Linked DNA regions of Danio rerio: regions 1 and 2 are each linked to region 3. The links are chromatin contacts, called in public HiChIP or PLAC-seq maps. All regions are on one chromosome and are shown on one strand. The core of a region is the stretch at or near the end of the contact, and the rest is flanking DNA. Distances in the headings are between cores, read along the strand shown.

Evidence for each region. HiChIP or PLAC-seq counts read pairs in DNA pulled down with a chosen protein or histone mark.
Region 1: a contact with region 3 is called in an H3K4me3 HiChIP or PLAC-seq map of embryo, with 5 times the contacts expected there. The contact joins the enhancer-like site here to the promoter of mtcl2 in region 3. A contact is called at or near these places in 5 of 18 Hi-C or Micro-C datasets (caudal fin, embryo, hematopoietic stem cells and 1 more) and 4 of 4 datasets of contacts at active chromatin or transcription factors (caudal fin, embryo, gastrula embryo and 1 more).
Region 2: a contact with region 3 is called in an H3K4me3 HiChIP or PLAC-seq map of pancreas, with 9 times the contacts expected there. The contact joins the enhancer-like site here to the promoter of mtcl2 in region 3. A contact is called at or near these places in 3 of 18 Hi-C or Micro-C datasets (caudal fin, hematopoietic stem cells and skeletal muscle) and 3 of 4 datasets of contacts at active chromatin or transcription factors (caudal fin, embryo and pancreas).

The regions. Positions count from the first base shown.
Region 1 is chr23:9,425,822-9,430,555 of GRCz12tu, forward strand. No RefSeq gene overlaps it. Among named protein-coding and RNA genes, the nearest start is that of acss2, 66 kb to the left of the region's middle. Within about 2 kb of position 1,405, at least 16 of the 62 cell types and tissues checked have an H3K27ac peak or open chromatin away from gene starts, as enhancers often do.
Region 2 is chr23:9,444,348-9,448,773 of GRCz12tu, forward strand. No RefSeq gene overlaps it. Among named protein-coding and RNA genes, the nearest start is that of acss2, 84 kb to the left of the region's middle. Within about 2 kb of position 2,529, at least 9 of the 62 cell types and tissues checked have an H3K27ac peak or open chromatin away from gene starts, as enhancers often do. A contact at or near this core is called in pancreas, where this site is marked.
Region 3 is chr23:9,620,590-9,625,404 of GRCz12tu, forward strand. mtcl2 (microtubule crosslinking factor 2) reads right to left here and starts at 1,656. Exons shown (of 15, transcript XR_012399001.1): 1 at 528-1,656.

The sequences.
Region 1 (4,734 bases), core at 155-2,654, 200 kb before region 3:
TATAGCATTTAGCATTCATATTTTTTATTTTTGCAATTTATATATATATATATATATATTATGCAGCAGTGATGCATTTTAAATTATATATATATATTCTTTTTTAAAAGTAATCTATAATGAAAATCATATTTTGAAAGACTGTAAAAAAAAAAAGGATGTCGACTGTATGATGATTGAAATCACCAAACAACCTTAAACAATCACTAAATGGAACTAATGAAAAAATAAGGACCGAAGGAAGGAAGGAATGAACAAACTAAAGAAGGAAAGGAAGGAAGGAACGAACAAGCAAATGAATGAACAAAGGATCTAATGAGGGTAGGGACAAAAATTATGAATGAAAGAATGAATGAATGAGCGAACAAATGAAGGGTGGAATGAAGGAATGAACAAATGAATAAAGGAAGGACAGAACAAAGGACTTAATGAAGAAAGGAACAAAAATATAAATGAACGAAGGACCAAATGAATAAAGTAAGGATTCAAGAAAGAACTGAACAAACTAAGAAAGGAATGAACGAATGAACAAAGGACCTAATGAAGGGAGGAACAAAAATATGAATGAGCGAACAAATAAAGGGAGGAACGAAGGAAGGACCAAATGAAGGAAGGAACGAACAAATGAAGGAAGGACAGAACAAACAAACAATGGAAGAAAGGTTGAAAGGAACAAAGGAATATAGGAAGATCACTAAATGCACTACCGAATGATACGTTTACACATCCCTGTACAAACTGCATGTAAATGCAAAATGACTTTTTTACGGCGTAATACTTACTACTCAGTACTCACTTCTCTCCAGTACTTTTAAAAGGGTTACTTTTTACTCATACTTTGAGTAATATTCACAACAGGTGCTTTTATTCTACTTGCCATACATTTTTGGGCAAGTAATGGTACTTTTACTTGAGTATGATTTTTAAGTACTCCTGCCACCACTGATAGTATGACAGTATGTTGGCTTTCTCAGGCCACTATAATAAACCCAATTGTGTTGCATGTTTCATATCATTTAAATACGAAACTTATTTTATTTACTTCCAAGTAGGGGACATATGGCAGAAACATTCATGTCTGACAGCCAAAGAAAGCAGATGCTTATAGCTTGAAGGCCATCAAAAGTTTTGGCTATGGATTTATGATGATAAATGTGAATTGTGGTGATCTACTTTTACTCCAGCACCCACACAGTGTGGACTCAGCCTGACAGAAATATCACGTTGCAATTGTCTGTGTCACGGGCGACCCCACACACACCCCATTTATATCCTCAGGTTGAGCCTCCTGTTGAAGCTGTCTGGGCTGTTTCGTCTGGCAGACTGCGGGACACCCGGGGAGGTCTTGGGGATCGTGTGTGTGTGTGTGTGTTGGCGCAGCTGTCGTCAGCATTTGACCACTGAACATGTGCGGCACGGAGCTGCTGCCGTTGTTTCCTCTAATGGGCCTTCATTATGCACACACTTGTCACACTCCAGGAGAGAGACAGGCCTGGGACAGGTGGGAGAATGGAGAGACTAACAGATAGAGAGCAAGGGAACAAAAGAAGGCATGAGGGATGTGAGATACCGAGTGAATGTACATGCTAGGAATGGAATATAGAAATAAGATGGATAGATAGATTTAAAAAAACTTGGAGAAAAGGATGGAATTATGATCAAATTTATTGAAAAAAGGGGGAGAACATGTATAATTTCCTAATATACAAAATTAGGAATAAAGTTGACTATAGTTTGTGTACTCATTCTGAGATTAAATGTAGATACCAGAGATTTATAATAGATATTTAACAAATTGTGATGAGAAATTTGGAATTTAATAATAATAATATTTCCTTACATTTATATAGCGCTTTTCTGGGCACTCAAAGCGCTTTACACAATGGGGGGGGGGCGATCTCCTCATCCACCACCAGTGTGCAGCATCCACCTGGATGACGCGACGGCAGCCATTTTGCGCCAGACCGCACACCACACACCAGCTGATTGGTGGAGAGGAGACAGTGATGAAGCCAATTGAATATGGGGATGGTTAGGAGGCCATGATGGACAGAGGCCAGTGGGCAGATTTGGCCAGGATGACAGGGGTAAACCCCTACTCGTTTCGAAGGACATCCTGGGATTTTTAACGACCACAGAGAGTCGGGACCTCGGCTTAACGTCTCATCCGAAAGACGGCGCTCACTGAGCAGTATAGAGTCCCCGTCACTATACTGGGGCATTAGGACCCACACAGACCGCAGGTTGGGCGCCCCCTGCTGGCCTCACTAACACCACTTCCGGCAGCAACCTAGCTTTCCCATGTGGTCTCCCATCCAGGTACTGACCGGGCGCAGCCCTGCTTAGCTTCAGTGGGCGACCATGTGAGAGTTGCAGAGAGCTAGAATTTAGCTTTTATATAATGTTTACCCAAAACAGAAATATATATTTTTATATCAATATTATATTTTTATATATTAAAATGAAATGTTCACAATAAAATGACTATTGTGGACTAATTTGGAATAGGATTGCGTATGAATAATTTTTGAGGGATGCAGTTTTTAAGCTATTAATGATAAGAAAACTCTGGATAAAAATGAAATTCAGGAATAGCAAAGATTAATAACACTATGTGCAGACTGTTAACCTTTTTCCTCCTCATTAAAGCCTCTGTTTGCTTTTCTTTTGATGCCACTGCCGCCTAGAATCACTCGGGATATTAAAAACATCGCATCTGATTTGTCTTGCAGTATCCAGGTATTCCCAGTAAATCTCCACTGGATTTCCCCATTCATTTCCTCTCTGCAGCATGTCAAGAAGAGTGATGATATTCCCCTAAAAACCCAGTTTTAAATATGAGTAGAAAAATCCCTGCATCTTTCAGTTTCCCCTCTGCATTCTCTCTGCTGGAGTCTAAGGGGATTCTAAAGTGAAAATTAGGCAGATACAGAGTAATGGGCAAGAAAAGGAGAGAGCGCGGGGTGAATATGAACAGGAGAGCAGCTGGTGATCTCAGCTGGAAATCAGCAACCCCAATCACAGCACAGGCTGTTCGCTTCACTGTCTGGCCTTCAAACTCGCTCAGATTCACTCATAGCGCAGGTGTTTAATAGCTGCTCTTAGACATGTAAACAGAGATCATTTACTTCACTCCTCTAGCCCTCTTGTTAAAATCATTATCTATAATTCTGATGTCAGTGTAGAAGACCATGGGATTGAGTCATCAAGCTTTGCTGCATCAAGTGTCTGATATTGATATTCATAAGAATGTTCTGGGATGTTAAATTGTATCTACATTTAAAATAATGCAAGGCAAGGCAAGTTTTTTTTATATAGCACCGTTCATACACAGTGGCAATTCAAAGTGCGTTACATAAACAAGAATAAAAGAAACAAGTAAAATTAAAATAGAAACAAATAATAAAAATGAGTAAAAAAAACATAAAAACTGGTAAAATGTGATATAAAAGAATGAAGAAGAAGAGAAAACATAATAGTGCAATCTGTTGGACACAGCACAGTGCTCATTCAGTAAAGGCACAGCTAAACAGATGTGTTTTCAGTCTTGATTTGAACATGCCTAATGTTGGAGCACATCTGATCATTTCTGGAAGCAGATTCCAGCAGCGGGGGGCATAGTGGCTGAAAGCTGATTCACCCTGCTTTGACCGAACTCTTGGAACTTCTAGTTTATATGATCCTAAAGATCTGAGTGATCTGTTGGGTTTGTATTCAGTCAGCATAAATATAACATTTAGTGATTTATAGACCAGTAATAATACTTTAAACTCTATTCTGAATGTAACTGGCAGCCAGTGTAGAGACCTGAGGACAGGTCTGATGTGCTCTGATTCTGGATGTTCTGGATGAGCTGCAACTGTCTGACTGTCTTTTTAGGAAGACCAGTGAGGAGTCCATTACAGTAATCCACCCTGCTGCTGATAAAAGCATGAACAAGTTTCTCTAAGTCTTCATTGGAAACAAAACATCTGATTCTTGCAATGTCTTTGAGATGATAGTGTGCTGATTTACTAACTGCTTTGACATGACTATTGAAACTTAGATCTGACTCCAGAGTCACACCAAGATTCTTGACCTTATTTTTTGTTGTTTGACCCTTAAAGCCAAGGTACGCATTCACCTTAAGAACCTCATCTCTGTTCCCAAACGCAATGACTTCAGTTTTCTCTTTGTTTAACTGAAGAAAGTTTTGGCACATCCAACTGTTCAGCGTGAGAGTCAAAGCGATGTCACTGAAGGAACACCATTGCTATATTTTTAGATGTAAGGCTCATTGGGCTCAACACATGATCAACATTCACCACATGATCGCTGTAATCAGAATTATTGGTTGTTACTTAGTTTGTTTGTAGGTACAGTAGGTTTGCAAACGTGTACTTTTCATTGCATCAACCTTAAACTTCAGCCGTTTTTTTTTCTCGCAGTCACAGATGCTCCCTGTGATCTTAACTAGGTACAGCTGGAAAGTGCGAGCTATCTGTCAGGGTACACACAACGGTGCTTCCAGACGGCGGCTGTCCACGGTGCCCAGCCACAATTCGGGACACTTCATGCTTCTGCCGCACCCTAGAGCGACATCTAAATAGTTTCATTTTAAATAACATGCGAATGTGCGTGTCTTGTGTTCCGTGTCGCGGCTTTGAGCAGCGCATCTGGTGCCTCAGTCAAAGTTAATTCAGTGTGCGTGAAAGTTTTAGCTGACTGAAGCGCGTACCCCGTAAAATGTCCCGT
Region 2 (4,426 bases), core at 1,279-3,778, 180 kb before region 3:
TCGCCGTGGCTGATGCCGATGCTGACACGCACCTCTCAAAAAATGTAACTACACGATAGAGATCTGGGCGGGACTAAATTTTGAATCTTGCTCCCGCCAGGTTTTAGCCCAAACCCGACCACTCCCGCTTATTTTCAGCATCTGTTGTCCCGCTGCCCAAACCACCTTGTTTTCTACCCGCTGCACCCGTTCACACTAACTGGCGGGGGGAGAACCAAACCGAAAACCACCTACCTATACAGAATCCTATACAGCTGTCTGTATAAACACACACACACACACACACACACACACACACACACACACACACAGACAGCACAAAGCTCTCTCTTTCATTCGTGCACACACATACACACACGCACACACACACACAGCAACAAACAAGCTAAACGCAGCATCACGCTGTCTCATTCACACACATACACACGCGTGCTCGCTCGCTCGGGAGTCTGGATTGACATTGTTAGAACGTCTGCTCCCATCCAAAATTAAACCAGTTACCGACCGCTCCCGCGCTTTATCCGGAAATTTATTCCCGCGCCACAGAAATCTGGTCGGGTCCTGTGGTTCGAGAATGCAGACCTCTACTACATGTCGCGTAGCACAAGCTCTGTGATTGGTCTGCTTGGCAGCGGTGACGAACGTAAGCAGTGCTTAGAGCCGCCAGCCTGATACAGTGAGTGTTTACAAGTGTTGAGTCCCGTAAAGGAGCCCCAAATGAAAACTTTTTGAAAATGAAAATGAAAAGTTGTTGCATGTCCGCAGGTTCCCGCCTCTAAATGTGCGAGTTTTAGCTACTTGTCTTTTAGCACAGGATATTCAGCAATTTAACAAGAGGCAATACACACAAGAAGTGCTAATTATAAAAAAGGATCTGTTAGAGCTCAGAGAAATAAGTGCTAGTGTAATTCAAATAAAGTGTCTGGTACATATAGAGAGAAAAGTTTTTCTTCAGGTGGTTTGTCAAGCCCACTCACCTGTGTGAATCACACCTCATAAATGCAGTTTTTTTTTTATAGATCTAGAATGATTGTAAGAAAATGTCTGGTGCAAATGTGCAAAACTGGTGCAAGTAACTGTTTAAGTGTCATAGAGGTGAAAGAGTGCTTTTTCTACAGGTGGTTTGTCAAACCCCCTCACCTGTGTGAGGCAGACTCATAATGGTTTGATGTTTTCCTGTGGTGTAGTGGTGTCACAATCACCCGCAATCTAGTCCATACAGATGACAGGAAAACTACAAATCTGCCACCAAATGAACTACGAATCCTGTCATGCACTACACACTCACACCTGTTCTGGTTCTTCTTTGATTACACACACACAACTGGGAACTGCTCAAAGACTTATTACATGGACCAAATATGCAGCACAAAAACACACTTTGCTGAGTCTTGTTTATCTGTTTTAGTGAGCATTACGATGTGTGTTCCTTGCCTTGTCTAGCCATCTTTGACCCTTGCTTTGTTTCATTGTTTACGTAGTGTGCCGCCTGGACTGATCTCTTTGCCTGAGACCCGACTACTCTGTTTGCCTTACCTTTATGTACTCGATTGCTTCTGTGTCTGACTATTGCCTGTCTGACTATTTCTTAATAAAACCTGTCAGTGTCCCTCACATGACAGATGGGGAGGAGCTGGGACTGTTCATAATATTTCAGAGTAGGGTAAGATGATTGCTTACTGTGAAAGGAGCTTGTGGAAAGAAGCTGTTGAGTAGTTTAGCTGAGCGGGCTCTACTACCCTGGAACCATCCTTCTCATGACAACGGCTGGAAGGGATGGGTGGAGTCTTTCACAATACTGGTAGTTTTGCTGTAGCACGGAGTGAGACACTGATGATATTCTTAACTGTGTTGACATGGGTTAAGGTGATCGCGGAAGAATTTTAGCTTCGCTTAATCTAACTGGCTATAAAAAATAAAAGTCCTAATAACCCAATTTTATAGTTTCATGTTGATGAGTTCAAGTTCATTTACATACCAACAACTCTTCCCCAGATGTCTCTCTCTCTCTCTCTCTCTCTCTTTTTCCTTAAATTGCCTTTTTCATCTTGAGACTGTGATTTATTCTGCAGCTGAGGGGTTTATCTGCCATCATCAGATACAAAAAAGGAGGATTTCTGAGCAATTAGCTAATTGTGTGAGTGTCTGCAGCACAGATGTGAGTCCTGAGGTAATGGCTTCCCATCTACGCTCAAGCAGACTTGTGGGTAACTCTCTTTCTCTTGAACAAAAACAAGCACAAAGGAAGAGCTGTGATACACTTCGCTAAAGGTAGAGGGAGCTGCAGCTCTGAAGATCAACTTCTTTGAACGATTGTCTTTTTTTTTATTGTGTTGTGTTTGTTTCAAGAGGGAAATTGAGCTTAAATAGTTGCCAATTGGTTGAAACAGCGATTTTTAAAATTATGGCCTGACACTGAAGAGTTACTTGATAACAGATGCTACGTTTCCATTTCCTCAGTCTGTCTCTCTTTCTCTCCTGCGTGAAGCGAGAGCATTTTTCACAGGTTAGATCAATCTTCCCTCCATTGGCTCCCCCAGTGTGTCTGCATTAAACACATTCACACCGGCAGCAGTGCCCAGGGCGTAGATACTGTGTTATGGGTAATCCTTGATATCACATTTGAGTCTCTTAGAAACTCAAGCATTTATCTCAGTCAAACAAAAGGCAGGTCTGGTGATGGATTACAGTTAGAAGAACCGTGTGTCCTTATATGGCTCTTATGAACGCAGCTCTGTTGTTTTCCTCACTCGCAGACTCTCAGCTAGAGCGTATGAGAGGCTTTGTGCTTCTCTCTGGATGTTTTATTATTCTGGAGGTGATGGGAATTCTGTTTTGGCCAGAAACAATGTAAATCTTTGTCTCGGTATATCTCTCTCTTCTTCGCTCACGAATGCATCAGATCTCCTGCCCTGCCTGTCTAGAGAATGCCAGGCTGTTGCCGTGGAAACCAGGGCACGTTTGTGCTGCGAGCTCCTCCATCCCTGCTGAGCCCAGCAGTACAGAAAAAGAGCAAGACGGTAAAGCAGAACACCGGCTGAAAAACACAGAGGAAGAGCCATAGAGCTCTGGGGAGATCATCTGACTGACTACAGGAAATATTGAGCAGTTTTTGCATTATACATGTATATTTTTGCACTTTTTCTCTCTTCAAAATGTAAAAATGTTTTGTAAATTAAATTGGTTACATAGACTCATCGAGATATAACACATAAATCAGCCAATAGGTGTGTAGCAGTACATAGAAGTCAAGGTTTGATAACGGTACATCAATTCTGTACATCAATTTTTGGTACAAAATTCCGAGTTATGGTTTTTGTTTGTTTATTTTGAACAGGCAGAATGTTAACAAACAGCTACAGAAATGAATAGCTTCTTGTGATACGAAAATACAAAATAAGCAAAATAGTGAAATATACAACCGGGGCTCATTGTGGAAACGTAGCCCCGCGGACGTTTCTGCGGACGGCGATTTACGTCCCGGGAGGTACGTATTCAAGCGTTTTTTTGTTTTCGCGGATCCGCGAGAGGCCGCTGTGCGCGCTTTTTCGCGCGAAAAGCCGCCGGATCGAAAAAAAAAAAAAAAAGCAAAAGCCCTCGTCTTCGATTTCGACCTCGTTTTCGGATCCCGCCGCGTTCTCGCCCTTATTTTCCGGATTCCGTTTTTCGTCTTACCTGATTTCCGGAACCCGCTGTTCCCCGGACTCGATCCCGGTCGTCGTCCACCGCGGCCGACTCCGGCTTCTCCTCCTCCGGGGCCTCCGCTCCGCCGACGAAATGCTGTGAGCTAGGCGGACAAACTGATTGCGTCGGGAAAGCCCTCCACTCGGAGGCGAGCCGTCAGCCGGCGAGCGCGAAGAGGAGGGGCGGAGCTGCGCCACACCGCCCCGCAGCGTTCGCTCGAAAAAAACCAAACGCGGCCTTTACGTACCTCCGGCCACGTAAATCGCGGTCTCTAGAAACGTCCGCGGGGCTACGTTTCCAGAATGAGCTTGGGTTGGAAATATAAAACTTATTTTATAACTTATAAATTAGAGGAGACATTATGCATCCTAATTTGCATAATATCCATCCTAATTAGTATTTGAAAATAGATTCAGTATGTCCCAAATCATCTGCTTGCTAAGTGGTAAAGTGTTGGTGACCTATGTAATACTGTTTCCGGGTCCAAGCCGCCACTTATTCTTCTTCTTCTTCTTCAGCCTTAGTCCCTATGGTTGTCGGGTCAGCTCTTTGGAACAAGTCCTCCATTTAGACTTGTTCATATGATAACGACTTTTTTTTTTTTTTTACACATTACGGCCAGCCGCTTACCTGCTCTGTTACTCATAGCCTACCCAATTCACCTGTAGTATGTCTTTGGATTGTGGGGGAAACCGGAGCATCCAGAGGAAACCCACACAAACGCAGGGAGAACAAGCAAACT
Region 3 (4,815 bases), core at 406-2,905:
TTTATAAGACAAATCAGCTATTCATCATTTGACCAAATTTCTAACACCTCTGGTTTTTCTTCTGACCTTGATATGATTCAGTAATTTGGTTTTAGGTGGTCTAAAAGTGTAACTGTACCTCTTTATTTGATTAAAACACTGATATAACGTTTTCACTTTGAGTGTATTTTAAGTTTATACTTAATTATAACTATAATCACTAAAAACAAAAGATTTTGAAAGCATTTTACTCTTATATTGCATTACAGAATTACCTACTGTGTGCCTAAAGCTAAATGTGGAGTTAGATTAAAGATTAGCAAAACTCGAAGGTTTAGCAAATTTCCTTGTTAGATTAAGTTTGGTTTAGTGACATGTTTAGGAGGTTTTTGATGCTGGGAAAGGATGTTTGGACCAGTGTTTTGCTTCTTGGTTGTTCAAAGCACCAACACATAGCTGGGTTTCCAATGAACTTTTGGTGGAAAACTTACTCCCATTTAAAATGTGCTTTGATTGTATACCATAAGAGAATATATCCATGATATTACCTTTAAATAATCATTCTCCGACCTGAGTTCCTCAATCTCCCTGACTAATTCCTCATTCATGCCGTCCATCAGCTCCTCGGTCAGGTCTGAAAAGGCCAGTGATGTGCTGGCGGGCATCCTGCTGTCCATCGAGGTGAGGGAGCGCTCCTCCCCGGGGGACACGCTCCCCTCTGCGGTCTCCATCCCCAGCGAGAGTCGCTCTTTCTCTGCGCTGGTCTTGGTGTGACCACTTTTGTCCAGTAATCCATGTTCAGCTGCCGCTTTGTCGCCGTCGATCCCCCCGCGGCTGCTAGTCTCCGTGTCGCTACTAAGCGCGTCTGTGGAGACTTTATTCTCCTCGGAGGCGCAGTCGGAGAGCTCGGAACTGCTGTCGGTGGGTGAGAGTTTCCCCGGTGCGCATCCGGAGTCCTTGCTTAAATCATCCGATCCGATGCTGGCATCTGAAACTTTTCTCCGGCCGCTTTTATTAGACTTTACGCTGCTCTTCTGAGCACCGGTCGCTGACAGCGCGGGTTTGCCGGTTGGTTTATTCTTTTCTGTTTTTGCGTCTTTCCCGGTAACGGGGCTGCGTCTGGACACGCGGCCACCTAAATAAATGGCCCCCGGTTTAACGCTTAGTGTCGGCGTGCCGATACCGCCGCGGATTTTAGTGAGTGACCAGCCGGCCACATCTTTGGGTCGTGCAGGAGACGGTGCCCGGTGTATTTTCTTTTTCTCGGTAACTTGTAGCGGCGGCGCAGGCGGCGGCTGTTGTGTCGGTTGGTGCTGCGGCTGCGGCTGTTCTAGCTCGCCGGTGCTGCTCTCCATTTTCTGCTTTTGCCTCTTCTCCTTCGACGAGACAAAATGCGTCGGGGAACCGGTGTCAACCTTTGTCTTGGTCATTCATTCCGTTTACAAGACACAAATGAAGCCGAAATGTTCCTCCTTCTCCCCCCAAAAAACAGAAGTTGAGCTGGTTAGCGCTTCACACCAGGTCAGCCGACATCCAAATCATGGGAAATCCTAAAGGCAATGCAATTGCTTGGATTAAGATGTTTCTGTTTTCTCCAGTGCTCCTCGTCTGCAAGATATGTCCCCGGTTCTCGTGCAGAGTTGCTGCTGCTCGTCTGCTGAGTGCTGCTGGAGTGTTAGTTGGGTTTCTTTTTCCCCGCCCAAAATAGCGGCTCTGACCGTGACGAATGATCGGCGGAGAGCCTCGCGCGCAGCGCACTACTGCCACCAAGACACGGCGCACAATCTCTTCATCCTAAAAACAAAGATTGGTAATCGACTACCGGTTCAAATCCTGATCCATAATAAAATTAACAAAATGTTGGGGGTTCCCAGAACGTTTTCTTTAGGGCGCATAGCAATGAACGTCAGGTTTTAGGTGATTTCAGGTTGTTTCATAAAAAAAACTCCCAGTAACATTCTGGGAAGGTTACTTTTTGTTTCCCAAAAAATAAGAACCGCTCGACAACGTTCCTAAAGCATTTTTAATTGGTTTCCAAAAAACAACCAAATGGGAATTCGGAAACCATATGGGAATTAAACTTTATTAATTTATCGTTTTTACTGCCTATAAAAGATTTAACAGCCCATATAACACACATTGACCTACTGCCAGTGCTCCCACTGTATTGAGTAAGTTACTGCAATAACAACTTTCTTAACTGATATCTGATGAATAGCACTATTTTGAAACTTGTGACCCCGGGCCACAAATGGTAGGGTATATATTTGTGGGGAATAGTCAAAAGGCTACATTGTAAGAGTCAAAATGTAGATTTATTTTATTTCATGGTAAAAAAAAACTATTAATAAAAATATTTAAAAATTAAAGATCACCATCCATGAAGATGTCATGTAAAAAAATTAAATAAACTGTAATTATATATCAAAACAGTTTTTTCTCTCTCTCAAATAAGTGGCCTAATGTGCATTGAGCTTAATTTGGACAACTTTAAAACTTATATTCTCAATATTTAGATTGCAGATTTACAAACAGTTATTTAATAAACCATACATTAATGGAAAGCTTATTTAACTTTCTGGTTCTATTTTAAAATCTCAGTTTCAGTAAATCTGGTCTTTATGGTCAAGCAAGGGCGTAGAATTGGCATGAACGAAGGGGTGTTTCCACCAATTACTGAAATGTCCCTATCAATAATTTAATTTACTTCAAAGACAAATAATGCTCCATCAACCCTTAACCAACACATACACAAAGTCAAGTTTGCTACGGGTTCACCATAATACTAATAATAACCAAGGCTGCGCAATTAATCAAAATTCGGTTTAGATTCTGGCCTCTGTGATTATGAGAAACAATAATCAGGATAAAACAGTTCAATTGCGTCTCACACCTCTCTAAATTTCTCTACATTCATCAAAGCCGGACTGCAGTAAAATCATGTGAGTTGACTGTTGCATGTGATTGTTATCTGTATTATTAAGTATTAAATGTGCAAAACATAATTTGTGCTGTTCAATGAAGTTATAGGGATGTATGTCCCCACCAATGTCGAGAGCAAATCTATGCCCTTGTGGTGCAGGGTCACAAATTAAATACTGCAGAAAAAACTGCCACCACTTACTCTATATTTCAAACAGAATATCTAGCTCCCTCTATGTGTTTTTATTATACACTATTACGTAAACATCCTGGAAGTTTTGTTTAGATGTCTTCACAAAATCACTAAATATTCCTGATGTAAGAACATTGTTTGAAAAGCAACATTTATGTCATTGGATTTTCAGCTCTAAATCGTGCAGCTCCAGAGATACTGCCCTAATGATAACAGTCTCCACTTGTTATCTCTTCATGTGTGCTGTACTCAGCCTGGTTGTCTGCACCTCTGGAATGGGAGGCTGGATGATGCAGCAGGAATTTGAGCACTGCTCACATGTGCCATAATTAACCTGTAATGATTGCTGACTGTCCTCTTGGCCAAACACTAGAGCCTCATTAAAGGGTCTCTGCTGGGACCCTCTCACCAGCGGTGCTCCTTGAACTTCACTCAAATACATTAATGGCTTTACCCACGAGAACGCCCTGCTGGAGACTGGACAGAGGAGCTGCCTGATATTTGTGCTAACTGAGGCATTTTCATTGCCATATGAAAGAGGGGGATTTGTCCCAATCCTCCAGAGTCTGTGAAACTGAGAGCAATCAATGAGAGGCTTCGCTTAGTCTGTTAGTGATTTATAAAGACATACAAGACTTCAAACCATCATCTGATGATGCATTCCTGCAGTGTTTTCTTACATGTAATTCATTAATTGTCCTTAGTTGCCACAGTGGAATGAGCGGCCAACTATTACTGGCAAATATTTTATGCAGCGATGCCCTTACAGCCACAACCAAGCACTGGGAAACACCCATACACTCTCGTATTCACACACGCACTCATACAACATGCCCAATTGTGTTTACCCAATTCACCTTTAGCCAGGGTGTGAATTACAGAGGGGTTTGAGGTGGATTGACCCTCCTAATTATCACTAGACCCCCTCCCCTAAAGGATGTCAAAACAAGAGGCATGGGGGTCAGCTCTTTAATAGTGAGAAATAGTTTCCTCTGAGCTGTATCTTAAATAACAGTAATAGTTAATATAATAAAATACATGCAATACATTTGATCACCCCTATAATGGTTCATACTTCAACTGTATGTAACTTATTTTATCTAAATTTTAGTATGGAGAGCTCTGCTTTGATGTGAATTTCCCTTTGGGATTAATGAAGTCTACCAAACAAACAAACTATTTATACACTGTAAAAAAATTCTGTTTGCCCTAATTTTTTTAAGCTGAATCAAATTAACTTTATGAGTCCATAGAACTTATATTAGGTTAAACTGGTTTAAAACGTATCAAATGAAGTTAGAACATGATTAACTTAGTTTAGCAGGTTACAATGACCTAAAAACATACGCTGTCGATTAATTGATTTTAGAATTATTTTTCAGTGTACTCATTATCCTCTTCCACAGACTTGCTTGAGTTTCTTTCTTCTGTTGAATACAAATATAATTTTTAAGAATGTAATAAAAACCAGCAGCCATTGACTTCCATGGTGTGTATTTTGGAAATTTCAATGGCTTACAGTTTTCAACATTCTTCAAAATATCTTCTTTTGTGTTCAACAGAAAAAAAGAAACTCACAAAGGTTTGAAACCACTTGAGGGAAAAAAAAGGTGGGTAAATTTAAAATTTTGGGTGAACTATACAAAAATCAGTTTCCCAGTGTTGGGTTGCCGCTGGAAGGGCATCTGCTGCATAAAACATATGCTGGAAAAGTTGGCGGT